5 separate regions of the Mus musculus genome follow, and regions 2, 3, 4 and 5 are each linked to region 1. The links are chromatin contacts, called in public HiChIP or PLAC-seq and Micro-C maps. All regions are on one chromosome and are shown on one strand. The core of a region is the stretch at or near the end of the contact, and the rest is flanking DNA. Distances in the headings are between cores, read along the strand shown. Region 1 holds the start of Rgs12 (regulator of G-protein signaling 12). Region 2 holds the start of E130018O15Rik (RIKEN cDNA E130018O15 gene). Region 3 holds the start of 4930478P22Rik (RIKEN cDNA 4930478P22 gene). Region 4 holds the start of Add1 (adducin 1 (alpha)). Region 5 holds the start of Adra2c (adrenergic receptor, alpha 2c).

The links. Hi-C and Micro-C count contacts between places; a contact is called where the count stands out from the background. HiChIP or PLAC-seq counts read pairs in DNA pulled down with a chosen protein or histone mark.
Region 2: a contact with region 1 is called in an H3K4me3 HiChIP or PLAC-seq map of forebrain, with 3 times the contacts expected there. The contact joins the promoter of E130018O15Rik here to the promoter of Rgs12 in region 1. A contact is called at or near these places in 1 of 484 Hi-C or Micro-C datasets (embryonic stem cells) and 1 of 115 datasets of contacts at active chromatin or transcription factors (forebrain).
Region 3: a contact with region 1 is called in an H3K4me3 HiChIP or PLAC-seq map of forebrain, with 4 times the contacts expected there. The contact joins the promoter of 4930478P22Rik here to the promoter of Rgs12 in region 1. A contact is called at or near these places in 2 of 39 promoter capture datasets (hippocampal neurons and pre-B cells) and 2 of 115 datasets of contacts at active chromatin or transcription factors (embryonic forebrain and forebrain).
Region 4: a contact with region 1 is called in a Micro-C map of embryonic stem cells, with 2.3 times the contacts expected there. The contact joins the promoter of Add1 here to the promoter of Rgs12 in region 1. A contact is called at or near these places in 2 of 39 promoter capture datasets (macrophages and neural stem cells) and 3 of 484 Hi-C or Micro-C datasets (all in embryonic stem cells).
Region 5: a contact with region 1 is called in a Micro-C map of embryonic stem cells, with 2.8 times the contacts expected there. The contact joins the promoter of Adra2c here to the promoter of Rgs12 in region 1. A contact is called at or near these places in 1 of 39 promoter capture datasets (embryonic stem cells), 1 of 484 Hi-C or Micro-C datasets (embryonic stem cells), 1 of 115 datasets of contacts at active chromatin or transcription factors (forebrain) and 1 of 9 other capture datasets (adipose tissue).

What each region holds. Positions count from the first base shown.
Region 1 is chr5:34,947,589-34,951,226 of GRCm38.p6, reverse strand. It overlaps Rgs12 (regulator of G-protein signaling 12), which reads right to left and starts at 1,779. Exons shown (of 17, transcript NM_173402.2): 1 at 1,703-1,779.
Region 2 is chr5:35,386,924-35,390,561 of GRCm38.p6, reverse strand. E130018O15Rik (RIKEN cDNA E130018O15 gene) reads left to right here and starts at 2,086. Exons shown (of 2, transcript NR_152157.1): 1 at 2,086-2,137. Hmx1 (H6 homeobox 1) reads right to left here and starts at 1,701. Exons shown (of 2, transcript NM_010445.4): 1 at 1,073-1,701. The coding sequence starts at 1,445.
Region 3 is chr5:35,359,507-35,363,144 of GRCm38.p6, reverse strand. It overlaps 4930478P22Rik (RIKEN cDNA 4930478P22 gene), which reads right to left and starts at 1,592. Exons shown (of 4, transcript NR_046060.1): 1 at 502-1,592.
Region 4 is chr5:34,571,958-34,575,595 of GRCm38.p6, reverse strand. Add1 (adducin 1 (alpha)) reads right to left here and starts at 1,932. Exons shown (of 16, transcript NM_001331082.1): 1 at 1,683-1,932. Mir7036b (microRNA 7036b) reads right to left here and starts at 1,445; the gene lies at 1,383-1,445.
Region 5 is chr5:35,276,512-35,280,149 of GRCm38.p6, reverse strand. It overlaps Adra2c (adrenergic receptor, alpha 2c), which reads right to left and starts at 1,584. Exons shown (of 1, transcript NM_007418.3): 1 at 1-1,584. The coding sequence starts at 264.

The DNA of each region.
Region 1 (3,638 bases), core at 530-3,029:
TCGGCCAGTGAGACCCATTGCAGACTTCTGGCATTGAGCCTTGAAGAGCAAACTGTTTAAGCCACTAGATTTAAGCTCTGTAGGAAACTAAAACAAGTGCTGACTAGTAAGTGTTTGCAGGGTTTCCAGCAAACACACAAAAAGAAAGAAAAGGGGGTGGGGACGCTGCAACCACCATCATGCACTTGCTGCCAGAGCAAGGCAAGGAGCCCACAACCAAGGCAGCCAGATGGGACCAGCATGCTGGGCCTGTCTCAGATACAGATGTCAAATGACAACAGGATTAGAAACACAGGGCTCAGCCTCAACCTCTCCTACCTCTGGGATCCTTGCAGGAGCTACTGCAGCAGCCAGGTCACCAGGCTCGGTGTCACCTTTGTGACTACCCACGCTCCCACCCTCTGAGGTTGTTGTTCTAAACAGAATGCAAAAAGTGAGCCAGCCCTTGACACAGGGGATGACCACAAAGTGCCTCATGTCACAAGCTGGCAACTCCACGATGCACTGCAATTTGGTCTACTCAGTATAAACCCTGCCTTCTGACTCCTGCGCCAAGACTGGCAACACACAGGCCACCCCAAGTCTGAGGGCCTTTCCTCAGCTCCGGTATTTGCTGATCTCCTTTGCCAGCTCTCCAGCCTTTCATCTTTCCTGTCAGAAGCAACCCTCCTCCTTTGTCCCACTGAGGTAGGTTCCAAGAAACTTCACAGAAATGGCCTTGCATCCTTTAAAGATCCATCCTACTCCAGAGTCTTACCTAAGCCATTCCCTCTACCCCGTGACTTTCTCTATCCCAGCAGTGTGCCTGAAGTCCAGATCCTGCCAGCCTGAGTACTTGGTACTTGTCATCCAGCCCCCCCCCCCCAAATAAAAAGATGTAACATTTTTATCCCAGTTTTTCTGGAGAAATTGTCCTGCTGACAACTGTGCTTTCTTCAGAAACTTTTAGAATGTAAGCAGGCCCTTGATTCACAATTGATTTTGCTTCTCTCCCCTCTCCCACACACCAGTTGCTTGATGTAGGCTCAAGGCTTCCTCACCAGGGCGACCTCCATCTACACTCCATCTGAGGCCTTTTCAGGAACCTGGGCCCCTCCATTTGTATTCTATTGGTCAAAGCCCCTCTGTTTACACTCCAGGGGTTGGGCCCTAGCTACACACCACCCCTTCATCTACACTTCACAGCTGAGCCCTTATTACACTCTACAATTCTGCGCACACACACACACACAGTCCACAGGTTTGGGGCCCCTCTATCTACACTCTGAACCCCCTTGTCTACACTTCCCAGCTCTAACCCCTCCAGCTATTCTCGATGCTCGCTCGCTGTGGGCTGCCCTGCGTTCTTGCCCTACATTTCCTCAGTTCGGGTCCTTGGATACGGTCTCTGCCCAAACAATGAGACCGCGGGCTGAGTTGGACATTAAAGTCCCCTCATGGCCAGCCGGGCCGGCTTCTGAGCCGGGTCAGATCCCGCCCGAGTCCGGTGGGCTGCAGCCCTGCGGAACCCGCACATCCGGCCTGCGCGGGACCCCGGCCGCAGCCCGCGCGGGCAAGTTCCCGGAGTCCCGCGCGAACAAAGAAGGCGCGGGCGGTGCCCGAGCTCGGCCCCACGGCCGCAGGAGGACAAGGCCGGGCCGGGCGGGGGCGCGCGCCAGAGAAGAAAGACGCGCGAGGAGGCGCGCCGGCTCCGCTCACCTACCGGGCCGCCGCTTGCTCCCGCCGGGCGCCCGCCGAAAGCATCAACGGTCACCGCCGTCGCCGGGCCGGGGGCGGGGCTCCGGGAGGGGCAGGGTCCGGCCCCTGAGAGAGGAGCTCCGACTCCTGGGGGTGGGGCCCAGGGCCTAGGGGGCGGGGCTCTGGGGGCGGGACCCGTGAGGGGCGGGTCAGGCCGTTGTGCGCTTCGGGACTCTGACCCCGCGGGTCCTGCTTCTGGGGGTGTGGCTCCTGGAAGGGTGGGGAGTTCAGCCGCTTTTGGAGGGTGTGATTTGGGCTCTTGGTGGGGCTCATTCGAGATTCACCAAGTTTAGGATTTTGGTGGAGTCAGGTTTTGGGGGACGGAGCTGGATGAGGGGATAGATCAGGTCGTTGGACAGCTGGAGTCAGGGACCAACGGGATCCGGCTTCTGGGGGCCGGGCTCCTGGAGAGCAAAGTCCGCCCTACTGGACAGTGGCTCGGGGTCAGGCGGGATCGGACTCCTAGCACAGAAGCGCTCAAGAAGTAGGGACTTGCCTGGGACTGAAGACCTAACGGAAAGCTCAACATCCAGGGCTTAAGGCTAGACGGAGGCGGGGCGGAGCATGGAGGCCGGGGCGGGACTTCCGCCTTGGTCCAGCTGAGGGGTTGAGCTACCCTACTAAATCGCAAAAGCCAGATGGGTTTCTTTTTTGAATGGTTGCAGAGAGCTGGGATGTGTGATCTTCTTCACGTGCAGAGAGAGACCACTTCGTCCTCCTTCAAGGGGCAGCTCTGAGACACGATGCATTTGTGAGGAAAGTTTCCCACCTGCCAGGAGAGGGGTCATCTACCTGAGGGCGTGCATTTGAGATGGAGAGAAATACATCAATCCTGTCCCAAGCACCACTCAGGCTATGATACAATAGTTGCACAAACTGGTTTTATAGTTCCTACGCCCAACCTTTTCAGAACATTGGACCTTGTCTACCTCAAGGAGACCTTTCTTTGGTGAAAGACGTCAAGGGCAGAATTCCCCTTCCCTTCCCACATTGACTTCCGAGCAGCCACAGCGTCTTCAGAAGTTTCATTCCCAGTTAGAAACTAGCTAAAGTACTTTCAGAAAACAGGAAACTGGGCATTTTACTTAAAAAGTTTAGACCAGGAATTCACTGCCTAGGCCCTCTTTTTCTCAAACACCAGCCCCAGCCTGGTTCAAGCTTCTTGGTCTTGAGATTAAATCATCATAAAAACCCCATAGCTGTAACCTTTAACACTCACTTCCTCCCTAAATTCAGGAAATGTAAGTCACGACTGGTAGTCCCTCCAGTGTTTCCAGGACAGTAAACCCTGTGTTCTTGTCAGTGTGCAGCTTCGTTTCACTGCATAGGTAGATGTATTGACTGTCAATGTGTCTTGAGTAGGAAGCCCTGTGACACTGAGGCCAATGGAGTAACAGAGCCCTATTTCTATGCATGTGGTACCCCCTCACACCTCTTCTCTCAGCCTGGCCTCAATGACCTCCTTCAAGCTCAAAATCTCTCTGCTTACTTTCTTGGCCCTGCTTCTTCCTCTCCTGTCTTTTCCCCCTTTAAACATTCATTGCTGATCCATTCTACAGCCAGCAGTCAACCCTGCTAGGTAGCACAGCGTTGTCGTTTTGTGTGGGTCACTGCTCTTTCTGCTTTCTCCCCTATCCCATGACCACTCTTATCTTACTTCCAGCCCTAGAGATGCTGACAGTCCTCTTGTTGCCTGTCACCCTGACCCTCTGTGCCCTTGTGGAACCTCAACTATAAAGGACCTAATGTCAATAAGCTATCCCAGCGTACAAAAAGGGAGGTAGGGAGAAGGCAGAGGACCTTTGAAGGAAGCACAACCAGGCCAGAAGGAAGCAGGCCACAGGGGGCTGCCTCCCAGAGCTGTGGGAGACACCAAGAAGGACGGAGAGCAGCCAGCAGAG
Region 2 (3,638 bases), core at 837-3,336, 440 kb before region 1:
ACTACAGGTGAGGATGGCCCAACTAAAAGGGAGAATAAAATGCGCCCTGCAAGAGCCTCCTCACTGGATACTACTGACCCCTGTTTAAGCTTATGTAAAGAAGGCAGGCATTCCAAACCTGGGCTGGGAGACTTGTCCTACTCCATACCAGGAGTGGGGTGAGTACCTAATAGAAAAGAACGGGCCCCAGGCCACCTCCTACCCCAAAGCTTATACACAGAGCCTGGGTGGGCACCCTTTAGTTATATATAAGTCTGTGTGTTTAGGGACCCGGCTGGCTCAAGGGGCTGGGGTGAGGAAGGTTGAAATACCCTTCTAGTCTCAAGGGTTGCTCTCTAATGAGCAGGTCCTAAGAGAGGTTGAGGTCTGGACCCTCTGGAGACAGGCAGTCAGAGTCAGGATGTCCAGGCCAGAGGGGTAAGTGGGTTCTGGGACTGAGAAGCCCCCACCCCCATTCTCTGAGCCCTCTGCAGGAAACAAAGGCCAAAGAGGGGGAGGGGCAAGAAAAGAAGAGAGGGGTGGGATGGACCCTTCAGAGTGGGCTCCTACCAGCCTCAGCCTTTGGGCCTGAGAAGACCCAACGCAGGCTCAGGCCCAGCCCATGGTCTTACTGCGCAGCAGGGAGGGCAAAGGATACTTTGGGGTTGCAATTGCTATAGAAGAAGGCCTCCCATCCAGCCTCCATAGCTGTGGTCTCTCAGCTCTGCCCCTTTTATTTTAGTGCTTGACCCCCGCGGCCTCCCCTCCTCTGCCACCTTTCCTCTTCCTTCACTTCCCTTTCACCTTCGATGTTTCTCCAAACACACTCTTTCCCCTTCTCATCTTTCCGAGGCCTATTTCACTCTCCTCTCCGAATTTTGTGTTCTTGGGCCTGATCCTAGCCTTAGCAGCTTCCTACATGCAGTGCCATCCCCAGTCTCCAACAATTGCCCATCCAAGGGGATCTCATACCACCCAGGCCCCAGTACACAGGAAGACTAGGAGCTCACTAAGCCCGAAGTCACCAAAAGAATGCATAGGGAGGGAGCAGAGCCCTGACCATTGCCCACCCCTTCCCCGCAACCTCACTCACTGTCAGGACTTAGACCACCTCCGTAGCCGCCGTGCACCCGTGGGTACCACCGCGTTGTACCTCCGCAGCCGAGCGCGAAGGGCGGGCCGGGCCCAGGAGGCGGCCGGGGCCCTAGGCCCAGTGCCCGGGCCCTCGCCTCCCCGCCCGGCCCGCTGCCCGCGCGCTGCTGTCGCCGCCGCTGTAGTCGTCGTCGCGCCTGCTCCGGATCCTCGTCCTCGGGGTCGTCGTCGTCCTCTTCCTCTTCCTCGCGGACGCCATCGCCCTGGGTTGAGCGCCCCGCGCCCTTGGCCTCGGCTGCTAGCAGGTTCTCGATGAGGAAGGAGGAGGCGCGAGCTGGTGTGGCGCGCCCGGGCTCGGTCAGCTCATCCGGCATCGCGGCCGCGGGCCCGTCGGGCAAGGCTGGGATCCTGGGGGTCCCTGGTTGCCTGGGGCGCAGCTGCTCTTCCCGGCCCCGTTTGGATAGTGGCGAACGGCCGCCTGGCGCACGCGCGGCCTGGCCCTGGAGAGCCGCTGCCCGGAGTGAGGGCGTCGGGCTCCACGAGGCGGGCGTCGGCTTCTGTGCCGGGCTGGGCTGGGCGGGAGCGGGTGCGCGCGGACGGCCGTTCCCGCAGCAGCCTCCCTCGCGTTTCTCCGAGCGGTTCAGGTCGCCGCCCCGGCTGGCCTCACGGGAGGGGGAGGGGGCGGTGCCGGGGGCGGGGCGGCGCGAGTTTCGTAGGCTCAGCCCCAACGACCCGCTGCAGCCCGGAGAGAAGCCATTGCCGGAGATGCTGCCCGGCCGGACTCTGCGCGCAGGTGGTGGCAGGGCCCAGGGCAGGAGACCCGGTGGTCCTGGGGGTACGACCCCGCGAGATGCGTTCCGGCGCCCCCCACCCCGGTACCCGCGCCAGGGAGTGGGAGAAGGCGGGGCCTCGGCTGGGAGGTCGACCATTGGCTACAGGGTCGCTGTGAAGCCCAGACTGGCCAATCGCATCCGAGGAGAGCCTTGCTCACCCTCCGGGAGCGTGTCGGAACCCGCAGAACGCTCGGTTTGTGCGTGAGTCCCTGTGACTGTGTATTTGCGCGCGGGTAAGGACTATTGCCGACTGGGCCGCAGTCTTTTTCTTTTTTTTTAAGACCTCGCGTGTAATTTAAAACGGGGATTCTGCCAAAACAAGTTTGCAGAGACGCAGCATGTTTTAACTCTTACGCGTAACGAAATATGCTCTTGGTGCCATCGCGCTGCGATGGAATGCTCTCATATCCCGGGCTCAGTTTCGGTGTGTAAAGAGAGTCAAGCCCGAAGGTGCCCCATGGTGTCACGCTGGGTAGGAACAGATTACATTTGCTCTGGCACCTCCATTGCCCGGCCTTCTCACTCTCTTTCAGGCTGGTAAGAGCTTCGTGCCTAGCCACTGTGCGGGACTGCAGGTCTTGAGGAACAATTCCTCTTTCTGCCTCTCTTGCCCTGCACAAAGTGAATTTTCTTCCCCCGCTTCAGGAGCAAGGCCGCAGAGGGTAACCCAGACTTCGCTGAGACCAACGGAGCTGTGATCCACTTCCAACAGGAATAGGGGGACAGCCTAGTCACTGAGCGGAACGCTTCACTGGATGCGGGTTATCACGGAAGGCCCATCTAGCTGCTCAGTGCGGGTCACAGACAGTGCGTAAAGAAGTGTGTCCCACTGTCCAGGAGAAGGCAACTGCAGGCCCGGAGCCCACTTTGTTTAATCTCCCCAACAAGAGAAATAGAGGGAAATAGAGTCACCCTATACTTCAAAGGGAAAAACTAATGTGAAAAGAGAGCGCTTCCCCTCCCTCCCACTATAAGTGGCTCTTGAGGATATAGAAGGATGGATGAGCCGCCAGGCTAAGGAACCTTTGGGGTCTGCACCCTGGCTAGAAACCTGGATGGGAAGTGGGTTTTGTGCACGATAGGACTTGATTTTGGAGCCATATTGGGCAAGGCAAGAGGAATCGCTGGCAAGCAGCCACATTTCATAGGTGAGGGCTCTGAGTCAAAGTTGGGTGTCTCCAACTTTGACTCAGAGTGTCCCAAGTGCTGTTACTTCCTGGGTGTCCCAGCTCAGACATACTCAGGGACCTGGGTAGAGGTGGGGGCGGGGAGGGAGAAATTAGCAATGATATTTGTTTGTAGGAATCAGGCACAACCCCTGGGCCGGCCAATTCAGGTTGGTTTTGTTGTTGGTGGTGGTTTGTTTTTGTTTTGATATGGTTTTTCGTTTTTCCGAGTTAGGGTATCTATGTTAGCCCAGAGATCCTTTTGCCCCTGCCTCCTGAGTGCTGGGATTAAAGGCATGAGGCATCACTGCAGGGCTCGGGGTTGTTTTTTGAAGTGATGAAGAAACAGACCAGAAAGGAGCCCTACTAAAAATGGTGATGGAGAGAACCGTCCAACTTCTGCAAGTTCCAGGCTCCCCTTGTGAACAGTACCTTCCTGCTTGTAAAATGGAGCCTGTTGGGTGGGTGCTGTGGCTTCCATTTTATTTCTCTGCTCTCTGGATGGGGGAGCCAGGCTGGGCTTCTTAGGCACCAGGGTTGTAATTCCCTCTGCCCTAGGGCCCTGGCC
Region 3 (3,638 bases), core at 343-2,842, 410 kb before region 1:
AACCAAAAACCCACAAAGAAATAAAATAAACCAGGTAGTTAACACAGGCAGTTAAGGCCACGGTGGCTTGAACCAGCTGGAAGGTGAGCAGACACGTTGGGATGACTCTGAGGGCAGGAGAGGTGGGAATCAGGACCTCCTGGATGGACAGAAGGGTTGAAAGTGGGCTTGAGTGTACCCTGAATGCCAGGCTCTGGGACTGAGATATACAGGGAGCCCCACCCCCTTTGGGCCTGGGTGGCACTTAGGAAGTACTACATGGTGAAAGGCCAAGGAGCTTGGCAGAAACTGCTGCTTGCTGACTCCCGGGCATAGCACTTCACAGTATGTAGAAAGCCAGGAATGCTTGGCTCTCAGCACCTGGCTCAAGGAGGGCCAGACTGGTAAGTGCTGAAAGGAAACCTTGAATGGTCATATTGTATGACTTCTTTGCGTGACAGGGGCTATGCCCGCATTTGAGATTCTGCACACTAAGATGACAGACAGAACCCATTCACTTACCAACTTGTAAGCCTCCCTATGAGACCTCCAAGTTCCTGGTCCTCTGTGCCAAGTGGGTTCCAGCCCAACCTCCCCAAAATGAATGCTGTGGGCTGTTTGTCTTGTTTAGGCTCTGGCCCAGGGTTGGGCTTGTCTACCCTGAATTCATTCAACGTCCCTCTCAGGGGCTTTTAGGTTCCACAGAGGTAAGAGCCCAAGGACCCTCAGCCACAGAAGCCAGTGAGTGAAATTGAGCCAGGGACAAAGACCCCCAGGCTGTAGACAGGAAGATATACTCAGGGATCAAGATGGGTAAAGTCTGTCTCTTCTCATCTTAGAATCCTGGGTCCCCAACCTGACGTGGTAGACAACGGGACAGTCTGCTCCAGGAGAGCTCTGGCATCCTGGGTTCAGACCTGCCTAGGAGGCTCAGGTCCAGGCCTGCTCCTTCAGGATATCTGCCTAACACTCACATGCAGAGTCCCCATAGCAGAGTCAGTCCAGATGAGGGCTTTGGATTCCAGACTTGTCCCCTGTCCAGCAGTCAACAGGATTCTCAGTAGGCATATGTGACATAATGGTGCCACCCAGTGGCCACCTCCAAATTGCATCCATGAGCTATAGGCAGGAAACCATCAGAATTGGGCAGGCGCCCCCTGCTGGTCAGCAGACTCATCGACCAGCTTTCTCTGTGCTTTAAGATGGGGATGAGGTGGGTGAAGAAGGGCTGGCACCCGTGATCTGCACCTCCCAGAACAGACAGATTTAGTAAATAAAACCACAGGCCCCGTCTTAGTTTCTTTTCCTGTTTTGCAATGAAATATCAGACAAAAGCAATTTAGGGGAGTGTTGGTTTTGTCTCACAGTATCGGGGCACGGCCCATTATGTTGTGCAAGTCTTGGTGGCAGCTGGTCACTTCACTTTCAGTCAGGGGACAGAGGGATGTGTTCTGCTCCTTAGCTCTCTTCCTTGTTATTATGCCACCAAAGACTCAAGCTCAGAGAATGGAGTCACTCATATTAGGGTGGGTTTTCGCACCTCAATCCCATCAAGATAATCCCACAAGCATGCTAGGATGCTAACCGATCCCTGGCAGGCACGACTGAAGGTCTGTCTCCTAGGTGATTTCAGATCTTGTCAAGTTGACAGTTGATATTAACTGTCACACATGCCCACCTCTGATGGAGAGGCATGAGGCCCCATTTAGCTGGGCCTGAAACTACCCTTGACTCGGTATCCAGAGTCCATTGTGAGAAGATAGAGGAAGTGGCCATCTTTCAGAGGGAGAAATGCTGTGTGTGTAGCTACAAAGTGGGGACTTTCCCCAGGAATTCTCTGGAAAGAATGCATGTAGACCAGCTAAGAAAGTTGGCCATCTGGCCTATGTGCTGAGAGCCAGTGGCTGGGTATGGATGGGGGTCGGGGAGAGAAATCAGAAAGTCCACAATGTCTCCAGTGGGGCCATCGGGAGCATTATCAAGGGCCAGGTGACAGTGCAGGTATCTGGAAACAGTGGGAACCAGAGGAGAGACTTCGGGGAGAGGCAGGGGTGCTATGGGTGGGGCCCGGGGAGGCAGAAAGGTGGGGAGTGGAACAGCTGGGGGTTTGTGTCAAAGTCTGGTACTGTCAGGTTGTAGAAGGAATGGGAGTCCCAGAGGATGCCTGGGTGAGTCTGACAGAGTCCAGATTGGGGGTGGTGGTGCCTGGGGCAGGTGGAGTGAGGGGTGCTGTCATATATAACTCACAGTAGGCTGGCAAAGAAGCCATGCTATTCAAAGTTGCCTATGGGGAAGATCTGGGCTTGGAGAGGCAGGATTGGGCTGTGTGGTATCATTAAGGGGAGTCTGCTAGCTGCAGAGATCCCCAACACTCCAGTCCCACTGGGCCCACTGGGCTAAAGCCAATGTGGCCAGGCTGGTGCCTTTTCTAGTGCAGAGGCTGCTGTGTCTCATGGCTCCCAGATGTCTTCCTCCTGCCCCTGGCACTGGCCTCTTACCATCAGGTCCACACACTATGTCAGGGCACTCTCCCCAGTTCGACACAGCTGGCCAGCACCCAAGAGTCCCCTTTGCTGAGGTCAAGACATCCACACATTCATAGACTCTGGGAGGGATTAGGATTCTGTTGAGAAGAGTCTGGGCCCTGCTCTGAGTTGTTCCTATTGAATACAACAATGTGGTATTGGGCAGGGGGTAGAGGTTGTGCCCTACTCTGTGAGACTCCATTTTACAAGCGACTTTTTACTCTGTTGTGAGAATGGAGGATGATGGCATGTCTAGGTGGGCACATGAAGAGAACCCCATGTATCAGCCTGGGTGAATAAATGACTTAGTCCTGAGTGGGAAGGGAGCCAGTCACCCAATGTGACGAACTGAGACTGTGGGCCCACAAGGGTACAAAATAGAGGAACCAAGGCCAAGAATGTATTGGATACACAAGACCAAGAACCTGAATCCCAGCATATCTATGACAGTGCCTCCATCAGCCTGTCATTCAGATAGACTATTCAGACTGGTTTGGTTATGCATATAGATGCAGCCCATTTACGGGCTGTCAGCCCATTCTCCTGATCACCTGTCTGACCCATAGTTCATATGTTTTCTCCACCTATACCCTGGTTCTGTCTCTTTATCCCTGCAGTTCCCTCTAGTCCATCTATGTCGTCACCCCCATACCCCACTCCCCACTCCCCATTTCCCCATCTCCGTGTTCGGTCCATGCCCCACCTCATTCACAGCAGCAGCCTCTCTGCAGATGGTTTGGATCCTTATCTCATCCATACCGACTCCATTTACATTTCTATCAGCTCGCTTCTGAAATCTTGAGCTCTGTACCATTCTATAACTCACATATATACATACATATGCTCACCGTGTGCTGTGCGATGCAAGCGACAATATTAGTAATTCAGATCAGAATAAAAAGCTGGGTTGGCCTCAATGAGATTCTCAGGAGAAATGGTGTTATTTGCTACATTGCTGCTGTGCCTCAGGACTTGCTGGGGGAAAACTCCAGCTTGTTGGTGTCTCTGATGTAGGGACCCAAGGACAGGCTCCTGGCTCAGCTACTGCTTCGGGGCCTTTTCACCTGCTGTGCCTGTTACTAGAATGTTTCCTCTCACACTCCCAGTTTGTTATCGTGAGAATTTCACTGTGGA
Region 4 (3,638 bases), core at 683-3,182, 380 kb after region 1:
AGAGGCCATGGAGGAGGGCTGCTTACTGGCCTGCTCTAATGGCTTGCTCAGCCTGCTCTCCTGTAGCACCCAGACCACCTGCCCAGCAAGGGCACCACCTACACATTGAGCTCCCACGTCAATCATCTATCAAAAACCGTGCACAACAGACTTGCCCCCTAGCCAATCTGGTAGGGACATTTTCTCAGGTGAGGTTCCTTCTCAAATTACTCTCGCCTGTGTCAAGTTAACTTTAAACCCTAGCCAGCACAGTATTGTCTGAAGCATTTCAGTATTTAATGTCCTGACTCAACATGATTACATGAAATGAATGGTGTGTGTGTGTGTGTGTAGCAAAGCAACAAAAACAATAGTATCAGATAATACCAAGAGTTAAGTGAAAACCTGAATGGTTTATGTAAAACAGATCTTAGAAAGGACACTATCCCAGTTTGCAGAATGATTAGAATTCCTAGTCGCTTCATTTGCTGACTCTCACTAACCTACACACACATGAGTAAACTAACCACACCGACCTGCACCTCTGCGAAACCACATCTAAACCCTGAAAAGCTGTTCTGAAGGTCAACACCATTCATACTTCCTCAAAAAACAACTTTACTATCAGGGTGTGGTGTCAACCTCAAGGTAATCCTAGAACTAGGGGCAGAGGCAGAAATTTTCAGTTCCAGACCATTCTGGGCTGCGAATTGACGAAGCATAGCAAAGTTTTAGAATTAAAATGTGATCCCTACGTCACTGGCTTTAATTAAAGACTGCGATTTTTAGAATCCCACCCGCATAAAACTCACCTCCGACCTGCAACCTCCTTCCTCTCTGGAGCCTGTTGAGTCCACCCACGACTCCCAGCTTGCTTGCAAAGGAGACATAGCGGATCCCTTAGCAATCTAGTTCCTATCCCGACTGAGATTTCAACCCACTTTTGACAAACACACAATCTCTCTGAAATTCTTGAGCAGTTATGCATAGACAGATTTTAGCTTTGTTCTTGGTCTTTGGGAGTTTAACAACGTTAGGCCTAAAATCATGGTCAAAACAACAGCAGTTTCAGGTGAACCAAAATATTTATTTTTAAGATGGGTGTGCATAAAACAAACACAACTCATCTACCAAATACCTTGAACCAGGAACTGAATTATAAAAACGAAGTGTTTTTAGGAAGAGGTCTGAACGATAAAACAGAGAGGAAAGGCAAGCCCCATCTCCAGGAAGTTCCACGACCACCTCATTACTACCATCCGTGGACAGAGCTGGCTTTTTTCTCTTGGGGCAGAAGGTGTCAGTTTTTAAAAGAGCCGACAAGCGGAACCCAGATGCACCTTTCCACAATCTCTGCAGTGACCAGCATTTGGAGCCACCATTAGCACAATGCTGACCCGGGAGGACCCCGAGGCCCACCAGGAAGCTCAGAGCCGAGCAAGCCGCTTCCACAGAGAACCCCGCGTCCGTCCGGGCCATCCTGGGAAGCGACGATGCAGTGTCCTCGCCCCCGCACTCGGAGGCAAGCACCTAGACCCCGGGCACCCCGCGCCGCAGCGACCTAGCCGCGCCCTCCTCAGCGCACCAGAGGCGCCCCAGAGGCCCCGGGCCCTGCCCAGCCCTGCCCTGCCCGCCCAGCACCGCCGCCCCTGCCCTACGCCCGCTGGGGGCCCCGGAGACCTCGCCGCGCTCCCGGGCCTCACCTCCGCGGAGAATCGGGGAGAGAGCACGGCTTCCCGGGTCCGAGTGCGGCCGCCGCCTCGCCTGCGGCTCGCGCTGGGCTCCGCCCCCTGGCTGCCGCGCACCCCCCGCCGCCTGCAGCAGCCCTCGTCCTCTCCCGCCCTCAACCCTCACCCCTCTACTCGCCCCCGCCGCCAAGCTGGGTGCGGCCTGCGGCGCTGCGGCCCAACAATGCACAGCCCCATTGGTCTGAACGCCCTACCGCCGTCCAGCACTACTCTCTGTTATTGGTCAATCTTAAGCAAGGGGCAGGCCCGGAGAAGGGCGGGGCCCTGGGAGGCGGAGAGAAGGGTAGACTCCGGCCTCCGGCTGAAGGCGGTGTCACAGTGGGATTAGGGGTCGCTTTGGCTGCGTCCGGGACGGCGGGCTGGTGCACCTGCTCACAGGAACGCTAGTTCTCCCACTGAGACGGTCAGACCCACAAACTGACTGCGAACGGACACGGTCTAGGTGCGCTTCAGGCGAGAAGATCAGTAGGCAGTTTGGGAGACTGGGCTGTCAATCAGGGTGGAGTCAGGACTGAGATGTCTGTGTGTGCTCTGATAAAGCTCCACAGACAGGAAGGGCCCGCCGGATGACAGTGGATTAACAAACACCGAGGCCTCTTCAGAGGCAGGGAATGAGGCTAGGTGAGGCCTTGGCAGAACCAGTCCACCTGGCAGCGACCTGGTAAACTAACCTAAGGATCAAGTCCCTACTGTCTCTCCTGTCAACTGAATCCTAAAAGACCCAAAGGAAACAAAGGGGTCCCGCTCCTGGTTCCCTTCAAACCATTAAAGGTTGAAGCCTCGAGCCTGGCTCAAGTGACAGAAGTGTGTATCCAAGCCTCTCCTCAGCCAGGCGTGGTGGCGCACGCCTTTAATCCCAGCACTTGGGAGGCAGAGGCAGGTGGATTCTGAGTTCGAGGCCAGCCTGGTCTACAAAGTGAGTTCCAGGACAGTCAGGGCTACATACACGGAGAAACCCTGTCTCAAAAAACAAAAACAAACCGATCCTCACAGCAAGAGCTCTGAGTTTGACCCCATAAGGGTCAGAGAGGTTGTGGATTCCAGTCAGTACCCTCTGTCCTAGGAACATTTGCCCTACATGTTGACTGTTCTCAGATGACTTTTCTGACATCCTCCAGCACCCAGCAACAAGTCTAATGCCAGTGAAAGTTTGCTGAAGAGAGAGAGTTTTCGATAATCAACTGTCATTCTCCATGATCCATCTGTTTTCTGCACTGGCCAGATAGGAGAGTTAAACGGAGATGTGGTGGGAACCACCACCCCTGCATCTTTCAAGTCCTTGATAGTGGCAGTAATTTCTGCAATTCCTCCAGGAATACGATACTGTTTTTGATTCACTATTTTCTTTGGCAGAGGCAACTCTAAAGGCTTCCATTTGGCCTTTCCAACCATAATAGCCCTCACTCTACAGTTCAGGGAACCAATATGAGAATTCTGCCAATTTCTGAGTATATCTATCCCAATTATACATTCTGGAACTGGGGAAATCACCACAGGATGTGTCCGGGGACCTATTGGACCTACTGTGAGTCGGACATCAGTCAAAACTCCATTAATCACCTGCCCTCCATAAGCCCCTACTTTAACTGGAGAGAGGGTTGAGTGATTAAAAATGAAATATATAGAGATATAAAAGTTTAGAAATGTTGCCTATAAGTCCAGCTACAAGAGATCCAACACACTCCTCTGTACTCTGTGGGCACCTGCTCTCAAATAAGATATAAAAATGAAATCAGACATGTACAGATGAAAAAAATCCACAGTGTGACAAAACACTGAATGGGGTTAGGAGACAATTTGTCCTCAAAAGAAGTGATTTCTTAACTTGAAGACACAGGGCAAATGCACAGCATAAAGAAACTGGGCAAGATTGAACAGCATACGAAGGAGATGTAGGACTTCATAGGGGGT
Region 5 (3,638 bases), core at 335-2,834, 330 kb before region 1:
GAGGTTCTGCGGGGCGCGCAGTGCTCGGCTGGTCAACACAGCGATCACCACGAGCACATTGCCTACCACGGTGAAAACGATGAGGAAACCCACCACAGCTGCCAACCCCGCCACAGCACCTGCGGAGTACTGGCCCGGCGGTGGCACCCAGTCGGTCCCCGAGGCGTTGGCACCCCCGCCGCTACCCCATTCGCCCGCGTCGCTCCCGTTGGGGCCCTCAGCCGCCGCCGCCGCCAGCGCCGCGGCCAGCGCTGGGGACGCCATGGTCCTCCCGAGAGCTACGCGGTCCTGCCAGGAGCCCGGGCGCAGCCTCGGCAGCTCGGGCGCCCCACAGCCAGGGTCGGCGTCCGCATCGCCGCCTGCTCCTCCGGCGCGCCGGCTGGGGGCCACGAAGCCCCGCAGCCGGCTCTCGGCCGTGGTGGCCCGGCGGGCGGGCGGCGCGCCGGAGAGCGTGGCTGCCGGGCTCCCCGCAGCTGCCGCGCGCGTAAGTGCAGAGCTGGAGGTGCCCAGAGAGCGCGGCGACGCGGCGGTGGGGGGGAATGGGGGTAGGTCCCGGGTCCTCGAGCGGCCCCGCCCTCGGCCTGGGTTCAGTGGGAGCGTCCCGGCCGCCAGCCCACGGAGATGCGGTGTCCAAGCTGGTGCACGCAAGCGGCTCCACGGTCCGGGTGCCCGACTGGGCTGCAGGCTGCAGGCGGCGGCCCGGACACTCTGCTTCCCAACGGGCTGGCTGGGGCTAAGCGAGCCGGGGCGCAGGTTGCCGTTCTTCCGGGTCCCTGCAACTTTACTTTGCGGGGCTGGGCGCCGACACCCGCGGTCCTCCTGCTGCTCCCGAGTGCGGGCGCCCCCCAAGGTCCGCGTTCGGCCGTGCGGGCGCCGCCTCGCCCTCCCCGCTCGCCGGTGCAGCGTCTCCGCCGCCGCGGAGCGCTTGGCGCAAGTGCTGTCGCCCGGGCTCGGCTTCCAACTTGAGTCCAGTAGCGCAGCGGGGAGGGCGCAGCGGGGCGGGGCGGGGCGCCCCGCAGGCCCGAGCCGCGGGCCCGGGGGGAGCGGGCCGGGAGCCGGAGCCCGCGGCCGCCTGGGCGAACCTGCCGGCGGCGCCGGGGAGGAGCCCTAGGCGGCGGCGCAGGGCGCGCACTCGGCGAGGGCGCCCCCTCCAGGGCCAACTGCAGCCTGCGGGGCCCGGCTGAGCGCGGGCTGGCCTGAGCGGTGAGTTCTAGAAGCCTGCTCTTTCTAAGATCGTAGTCTCCACCTCACTCGGTTACAGGCGACGGAGCGCGCGCGGGCGCGCACACCGGCTCGTAAGGGGCTGGCTCGGGGTCCGCGGCCTGATTGGAGAGTGCGCTTGTAGCAGCATGGCAGAGACACTGCTGGTGCGCATCATTCCTTTGGAGCTTAGGGTCCCTGCTCCCCTGCAGAGCCACCTCCTCAGTCAGCCTCAGTTCCCTCCTCTGAGTACCTCTCAGCGCTGCGGGATCGTGAATCATAACCACGGTGTCAGTCGAGGCCCAGATCAAGCTCCCAAGCTCTATACCCATGTTGGCAATTGTTGAAGTTGAATCTTAATGCTGTGTGATCCCGCTTTTCACAGCTGGAGGGGACGCTCCAGACCTGCGCTTTTGACAAACTCAAAACTGACCTGCCCCATGCAGCGTGATTTTGTGGGAGTAGGTTTAAGAGAGGGCGAGCAAATCAAATGTTGGGGAGATCTCGTGTCAGTTTCACAGAGGTTCTGTCACGTGTGGCCTGAGTTGAGTTGAGGCACTGGTCTCTGCCTCCAGGCAGCCCCAGGTCTGCAGGGAGGATGTGGCCAAGAGAATAAATTGGACTTTCCAGACCTAGCGTTTCCCTGCTAGAACTAAAGGAGTACCATTCTCTCCACCAAGGCTGGCCAGGACCTCATTACACAGGTCAGATAGACCGGAAAGGGAGGGGAGTTGGCAATCCACTGGCAGAAGGCCTCATCAGAAAGTCATTCTGAGGACCTTGGAGCCATGACCTGTGGCATCTGGACTTGTCCCTGCTCTGGTGGCTGCTTCTCCCTGCAGTCCTTGAGGATAGTGCAACCTCCTTGTGGGCACTGCAGCCCTAGAGGACCCACAGGACCTACCCTCAGGGCAGGGGTGTCCAACTAGGATTAGGCAGACGACAAACATTTCAGACCATGGGCCTGTCTTGAGTACTGTGCCCGTGCAGGACACACTTCTTGATGCCTGTCCTGGGCACTTTCTAACTCAGGGCTTGCAAAGTGCCATGTGCTGTCACCTGAGAATGTGAACTATGAGGAAGAACCGCCAAGGTTTTTTAACAAGTCCTTCTTACCCAGAGGCCCCAACAAGGGCCACTGATCAAAACAACTTCAGTTGGTTTGTATAGAAGCCCCCAGATGACTCCAACATCAGTATATTGGAGGAAGAGGAGGTCTGGCCTTATGGTGTTTGTGTCTGGATATTCACCCCCACACTGAGTGCCATCAAAGCCCTGGAACTTCCCCACCCCCCATCCCTACCCCCAACCCAGCCTAGAAGCAAAGGAGGAGGTGACAGCATGTATCACCTTTGGATATGGAGGAGTTATTAGGAAAAAGCTTTGTGGACCATGCTCCCTAGGGACTGAGGTAGTCCCCAGTGTGTGGATGGTCCCTAAGACAGAGTGCTCTTTAGGAATGTGGGTACTCCTTCAGATGGGATGCTTCTTTGGTGAGAGTGCCCCCCGAAGAGGCTGGTTTAGTTCTGAGGATGTGGGAGCCTGAGGACGATGAGGGGAAGGGCAAGTGGGCACTGGTCGGGTACTGTTGGAGAGATGGCTTCTCCCCTTGCAGGCAGCATTGTGGACCTGCCTGAGTCAGAGATGCTGTCATATGAGAAGCTGAGGGGACAACAGGTAGTCTAGCCCAAGCCCTGACTGCACACAGCCTCACGTTTCCAAGTGATGCCTGCCTAGGCAAAGGGATGCCCTGGGAGCCCTGCAAGGGAAGCCTGCAAGGGCATCTGCAGGGCTCGCTACTGAGTGACCTAGGCTCTTGGGGATGATGGCTACATGCTGTAGGGATGCTGACCATACCTCCCGGCATAACTGAGAGGAAGCCACTCTGGAGTCAGCAGCCAGAAGTGAGAGTTAAAGAGTCTGCTCATTTGAGGGCAGCTGGTGAGACCCCCTGGGGTGGCAGGAACTTACGAAGAGGCTGAACTAGCCTCTTTGCCCAGAGATAGCCAATTAGCCCCAACAGTCTGCTTCTGGTTGTTCTGTGGCAGGAAACAATGTGTGCCCCTACAGACTGTGTGTTCAAGAGTAGTTGGTGGCAGGCCACACTGGGTGTTTGTACCTACTATGTGAGGGCATTCTGGGAAGGTCCTGGTATATTTCAGAAGGAAATCCATGTGAAGTGAAGCAGCCTGGGTATTCAGAGTGGTGGGTATACTGGTGCCTAGAAGTGCGGGGTTGGTCCAGCCAGGGTTGCATAGTGCCTGGATGTTGGGTCCTAGGCTCTCAATTCCCTGCCAGGCCTCTACCACAGGATCTGGTTGCATGTCTGTGTGAATCCTGGGAGCAGTGCGCATGCTGCAAAGCAGCCGTGACATGGGCTGACGGGAGCTGGGCTCCTTGAATCACCCTGGTGTACTCACAGGTATGCGTGAACACAT